2 separate regions of the Pan troglodytes genome follow, and region 2 is linked to region 1. A link is a contact called in public Hi-C data. All regions are on one chromosome and are shown on one strand. The core of a region is the stretch at or near the end of the contact, and the rest is flanking DNA. Distances in the headings are between cores, read along the strand shown. Region 1 holds the start of BCR (BCR activator of RhoGEF and GTPase). Region 2 has its middle 40 kb from the start of IGLL1.

Region 1 (3,099 bases), core at 335-2,834:
CGGCGTGGGGGGACTGCTGCTGTCGAAGGACTGTTGCGAGTTCTGCGAGGGAGAACGGCTCTTGTCCCGGAACATGCGGTAGGTGGTGGGGCTTGGGGACACGCGGCTGGACTGGCCAGAGGAGAAGTCCTCCTCGCTGGAGGTGAGGTTCTCATTGGAGCTGCAGTCCGGGGTATAGCCGCCTCCGCAATCCTCAAAACTCCGGGGGGAGTAGGACCTGCGGGGCCAGGTAAGGCGCTTCTCCTGCTCAGAGGTGCTCTGGCTGCGCAGGAGCGGGCCCTTGCCCTCCCCTTCCATCATGCCCCCGACGTAGATGCTCTGGTAGGGCTGGTACTCCAGGGGCGGCCAAGGGGGCCTGCTACCGCCATTGGCGTCGATCAGGTTGTCCTTCAGGAAGCGGGGGTTCAACTCGGCGTCCTCGTAGTCGCCGTCGACGCCGCAGCTGCTCTCCGAGGTGCGTCCCCGGTAAGGGGGCCTGGATGCATCCCCCACGCTCGAGCCCGCGCCGTGCTGGGACTTTTTGCGCTCCATCTGCATGGCCTGGCTGCCCAGAGAGCTGATGCGGTCCGACACCTCTTTGTCGTTGACCTTCACCAGGCCGCGCTCGTGGTGAAACTCGACGTTCACGTAGAAGGGCTTCTCGGCGTCCGCCCCGGGCTGGCCATGGCCCTTGCGGATCCGCTCGAAGTTGGACCTGAGCGCCGCCACGCTGGCGGGGGGTCCCCGGTCGTCCCGTTCCCCCGACGCGGCTGCCCCGGGCCTGCGGGCGGTCCCGGGCCTGGCCTTACCCGGAGAACCCTCGCCGTCGGGCCGGGCCTCGGGCTCCTCGGCGGGCGGCGGGTCGGCTCCGTCGGCGGGCGCTGGCTGCGGGCGCGACGCGGACCCTCGGGGCTCGGAGGCGCCGTCGGGGGCCTGCGCCGCGCGCCGGAAGCCCCATCGCTGCCGGTCATAGCTCTTCTTTTCCTTGGCCAGCAACGTCTGCAGGTAGATCATGCGGAAGCGCTCCTGGTTCACCTCCTGCTCCAGGCGCCGAATGGAGGCCTTGCAGCGCTCCAGCTCCTGCTCGATGTCGCCCACTGAGCGCAGCTCCATGCGCGGCGGCTCTGAGTCCGGGAACTGCGCCTTCCACGCCTCCGCGAAGCCCACCGGGTCCACCATGGCGCGGCCGGCCTCACCTGCGCCGCCGGGCTGCGCGCGGGGCCCGTCTCAGCGGCGGCGCGGCGGCCTCGCCAGGCCCGGCCCCGGGCGCCGGGCGGCCCCCATGGCCCCGCGCGGCGGCGGCGGCGAACAATGCCCGCCCACTCCCTGGTGGCAGGTGAGGCGGGGCGGGGCGCGCGGGGGGGAAGGGCGCGGGCTGCGCGCGCCGCTATTGTGTGCGGGGCTCCTCCGCACAGCGAGGCGCGGGCGCTGCTCTCCGCTCCGCCAGGCCGCCGCCAGACTCTGGCCACGGCCCGCGCGCTCCTCGCCTCTCGCTCCCGCACCGCCCCACAGCCCCGCCGCCGCCGCTGCCGCCGCCGCCGCCTCCTCGGACGCTAAGCTCAGCCAGCCGGCTCTCGCCGCATTCCCGCCCGGCCCGCACTCTGCGCCGCAGGAAGGGGAGGGCCGGGGGGCGGTGGCCGCGGCGCGGATGACGGAGCCAGGCGGGCCTCTTAAAGGGGCCGCGCCGTGGGCACAGGGCGGGGGGGCCCCCCCGGAGGCGGCTCCCCCATCGAGCCGCCACCCTCCCCCCGTCCCTGTGCCTTTTGGGAAACTGAGGCCCTAACAACAGCGAATTGGACTGTGCAACTCGCAGCCCAGGGGTTCCCCATAGAAAGGACACCGGACTCCCTGGTCCATAAAGACCTTTCCAATACAGAGGTCTGGGCCAGTTCTGCAGTCCTGGAACAGGAACACTTGGCTCCCCTCCGGCCAGGAGGACTTCTCCGGCCAGTCCAGCCGCGTGTCCCCAAGCCCCACCACCTACCTCATGTTCCGGGACAAGAGCTGCTCTCTCTGGCAGAACTCGCAGCAGTCGTCCGACAGAAGCAACCTCCCCTCTCTGCCCCTACCACGCCGCAGTGCCATAAGCGTCACCGGCACTGCCCAGTCGTCGTGTCAGAGGCCACCATCGTGGGCGTCTGCAAGACCAGGCAGATCTGGCCCAACGATGCGGAGGGCACCTTCCATGGAGACGCAGGTAAGTTCCTCACACCTCACAGCCCGGCCTCTCACCAGCCTCAGGGCTGGGCACACTAGGGACCACCCAGCAGGGCCCAACTCACAGAGAGGCCAGGACCAGGCAGGTCACCCCGCAAGGCAGGGAGGGCCAGGCTGAGTAACCAATGCCAGCACCCTTGTTTCAGCGGGCCTCTCACGTTGTGGATCTGCTGTGGGTGGCTGCCACACGGGTTTGTCACAGCAGGACCACATGATGGATGATAAATAGGGATTTCTCCCTCAGGTCACTCAATACCCACACCTGCCTTCCTGTGTGCTGAGCCATGTGTTTGTCCCCTGGCCTCTCTTGAGCTCCAGAGGTCAATGTAGTTTTTCCAGGACGACCTGACTCAGAACTTCCCTGATTAGCCTCCCTCTAAGGGGGCCGCCAGCCTGCACTGAGGTCCGCAGGGCTGGGTGGAAGACAGAACAGCCCAGAGCAGGGAGTGAAACAAAATCTTTGATGGTTCTCTGGGGACACAGAGATCTGAGACACAGTGGAGAGCACTCTGCAGGGACTCTGATGGGCACAAAATGAAAATACCCAAACCAGCCCGCTGGGTTGGGGGAAAAGGAAACAGGATTTGGCAAATGAATTACTGGGCTTGAGTCCTGACCACCTCTCCCTCTCTGCCTCAGTTTCCTTGAAGTGAGAAGCACATCCACCTCCAAGTGCTGTTGTCCCTGTGTGGATGTTAGGGATTATCATGCCCTCCTCCCAATGCCAGCGTCATCTGGAGCAGATGCTTTGAAGTCCAATCTAAAGGACTGAGCCCAGGCTAGTAGCCAGGCCAGCCCTGCTTGGGTTCAGGGCTTCCTGCTGACTCCTGGCTGTGTGACCTCAGCAGTGTCTCTCTCAGCCTCTCTGAGCCTCAGTTTTGTCATCTGTTCTTCATGTGCCCA
Region 2 (3,099 bases), core at 383-2,882, 260 kb before region 1:
GTCCAGGCGGGAAAGGGATGGAGCATGAACGTGACCAGGCCTTGCCTTCGGAGGGGTGAAGGTCTTCCCAGTGTCCCCCAGCCCCCCTGCCCACTCCCAGAGGGACGGCCCTGCAAGTGGTGGCCACCAGGACCTTGCAGGGGGTGAGGGTCCAGGCTGCCGAGGAACCAAGGAGAGGCCACCCTCGCTTCCCACATGCCCGGGCCCTGAGTCCCTCAGCCTCCTGCTGGCCCTGCCACCCAGCTCTCACAGACACTGGCTCAGGAGCAAGCAGGAGACCCCTGGGGTGACCTGCCAGACCTGCTGGGCCCGGGCTCCAACCCTGCAGCTACTCCCAGCCTGGCCACTCCACCATGTCTCCCAGCCCCATCTCCCTCTTGAGGGCCACGTCTCTGGGTTTTGTGAGGCTGAATTCTTCTCAGCTCTCAGGTGTTAAGACTGTCTCCTCAAAGAGGCCTTCCTGAGCCCCCGCTCCATGACTATCCTGCCAGCATTCTCTCTTCCTCGGGTGGCTGTGGGTTTGTTCCTGCCCAGGTGGAGTGGGCTACTTCCCGCCACGCTGTCCCTCTACCCTTAGGATCCAGGGCAGACCAGTGGGGGCGGGGGGAGTTTCGCCGCAGATGCTGGTGACTCCAGGGGACAACCCAGGTCCCTTCCCCTCTGGGGTGCTCTGAGTCCTGAATTGACTTGGAATGTCCAGGCCCAGCCCTGGCTCTGGGCCCTGCTAGATCACTGGTGGGTCTTCTCCAAGGAGCCAGGCCCCAGCCTAGGCCCACCCTTCCAGTGAGCTGAACAAAGGGAGGGTGGGGGCTGCTGTCTGGAGCAGGCCTGGAAGGGGAGCCCACTGCTCAACCCTGACAGCCCCTGCCAGACTCCCCAGGATCCAGTAGTGGAGCAAGGGGGTGGGAGGGGGCAAGGGGTGGGAGGAGACCAGCTTAGGTGCTGAGTCCCTTGGTGGTCTGTGCCTCAGAGCCCCAGGGACACTTTTCCACCCCTCCCCCACCCCCCTTTCTCCTGCCCTTCCTCCCTCCCTTCCTCCTCCCTGTCCTGCCCTCTTCCTGCCCTTCCCTCCCTTGTCCCTCCCCCTCCTTATCTCCCTCTTTCCGTCCTTCTCTCCTTCCCTCCCTCTCTCCTCTCCCTCCCACCTTCCCTCCCTCATCTCCGAGCCCTCCTCCCCAGCCCTGCCCTTCACAGCTCTGCTTTCGAGATCTCCCTGTTTCTGAGGTTCTCTCTCCCTCTCCCCTTTTCTCTCTCCAGTTCTTTCCTCCCCACCTTGCCCCTATCCATGAGTGGGGTCACGGGGCCCAGTGGTTTGCAGCTCCCAAAGCAGTCATCTCTCTGTATCGGCGCCTCTGCAATACTGAGGCTACCTGAGCCTGGACCTGCAGTCCTGCTCCTCAACTCCCCCCCAACTCTCCTCCTCTTCTTTCCTGCACCCTCCCTCCCCATCCTCCCTCCTTCGCTCTCTTCCCTCTCAAGCCAGTATTTTTAGCTCACTGCTGTGCATTCGTGTGCAGGCTACTCTCTGACACCTGGATGAGGTTTTTTCTGCCATGGCAGCCCCAAGGGCAGCTGGCAGACTTTTCCCTCTTAAGTTTGTAGTGCACTCCCCTCTTCCGCCGCTGGGGCCTCGGCTGGATGGGGGCTGGTCTCTCGCCTGCCTGGGTCTGGGGCCCCAGCTCTGTGTCTAGGCCTGCCGCTGTCTGGCCTCCCCTTCCTGCCGCTGCCTCCCTCACCTGCTCCCCCTCCTCTCCCTCCTCCTCGGCCTTTGTCTCTGGAAGACAGGGAGCCTCTCACTGCCTTCCCCTCCCTTCTCTTCTCATTTAGCCCTTTCCTTGGGCAGCCTCTCTCAAGGTTCCAATCCTTCTCCATTTGTTCCTCTCCTTCCCTGCCTTCCTTTTTCCACCTCTTCCTTTTCTCCCTCCCCTTTTTCTCTCCTCTCCTGACACCGTTCTGCCTGCTTTTAGGGAATGGAAAAAAACCCACAGTTGGAATGTGGGGACCCCAGCTTCTCTCCCCCATCCCCTATTTTTCTCTGCCCTCAGCAGCCTCCCCCTGGACAACAGGGTGGGGGGAATCAGGTGGGGGCATTGTGAGGGGATTCTGGGGCTGAGGGGGTTCCTGGAGCCCACGTCTCCAAGCCAAACCTTCTGCAGGGCCCACCCTGATGCTCATGGCTTTCTGGGACTCCCAGGGGTCCAGCCTGGCTCTGGTGGGACCTCCATGCGGCCTGGGAGGGGGCCAGCACAGCCCTGCTCCTTCCCCAGGCTGTCTCTGCCTCTCCAGCCTGGGTCTTCAGAGATTTCTTCTCAACGCACCTCCCTCCCTCTTCCCCCATCTGGCATGAACCTGAATTGATCTTTGTGAATATCACTTAAAATAAGCAACCTGTTGTCCTCAGCACTTTACTGTTTGCACATCTCTCTGCTCAGGTCACAGCAACTACGTACCTCGGGCCCTATTTCACTCTCCCTGGTGATAAAGGAGGCACCTGCCCAGCGCCTCGGGCGCTGCCAGCAGACCCACCTGAACAGGACCCAGGTCTCACCTCGCTGAGCCTTCACGCAGGCACCAGGCTTGATACCTTCCCGGGGCTCAGAGACCCAGAGAGGCAGCGTCCTCTGCCCAAGGTCACACAGCCCCAGCTGGTGCAGAGAAAAGGTGTTTGGGGCTAAGTGTGAGAAACTTGCAGCCTTGGGGGACTCCACCATCTCTTTCCGGGGCTGGTCTCATGCCTGTCCTCTCCCCAGGTCAGGATGGGGCTGGGAGTGAGGGAGCCCCCGCCCCGCTTTGCTTCCCCACCTGCTCCTGACCCCCGGGCTTTTCTGTGGGGCTGACTCAGGATGGCTGGTGGAGAAGGTGCTGCCTGTGCCCCACACCACGTGCTGGCTTTGTCCTCCTCATCCCATCCAAGACCCTCTGTCTGCCCCACTCTCTGGGCCCCCTGCTGCGGTCTGGACTCAGCTTCCCTCCTCCTCCCCTCTCCTCTCTCCTTTTCCTTTTCTCTCCCTCAGGCCTCTGCTTTCCCGATTCTGCCACCTGGACTGGCTCCTGGCTGGGACCCCTCCATCCTGTCTGTCATCCCTCTCTCCGAGGGCC

What was found. Hi-C and Micro-C count contacts between places; a contact is called where the count stands out from the background.
Region 2: a contact with region 1 is called in a Hi-C map of stem cell-derived neural progenitor cells, with 4 times the contacts expected there. The contact joins the enhancer-like site here to the promoter of BCR in region 1. A contact is called at or near these places in 1 of 7 Hi-C or Micro-C datasets (stem cell-derived neural progenitor cells) and 1 of 1 datasets of contacts at active chromatin or transcription factors (stem cell-derived excitatory neurons).

Annotation. Positions count from the first base shown.
Region 1 is chr23:25,197,098-25,200,196 of NHGRI_mPanTro3-v2.0_pri, reverse strand. BCR (BCR activator of RhoGEF and GTPase) reads right to left here and starts at 1,584. Exons shown (of 23, transcript XM_016939532.4): 1 at 1-1,584. The coding sequence starts at 1,158.
Region 2 is chr23:25,460,049-25,463,147 of NHGRI_mPanTro3-v2.0_pri, reverse strand. No RefSeq gene overlaps it. Among named protein-coding and RNA genes, the nearest start is that of IGLL1, 40 kb to the left of the region's middle. Within about 2 kb of position 1,632, at least 10 of the 24 cell types and tissues checked have an H3K27ac peak or open chromatin away from gene starts, as enhancers often do. A contact at or near this core is called in stem cell-derived excitatory neurons and stem cell-derived neural progenitor cells, where this site is marked.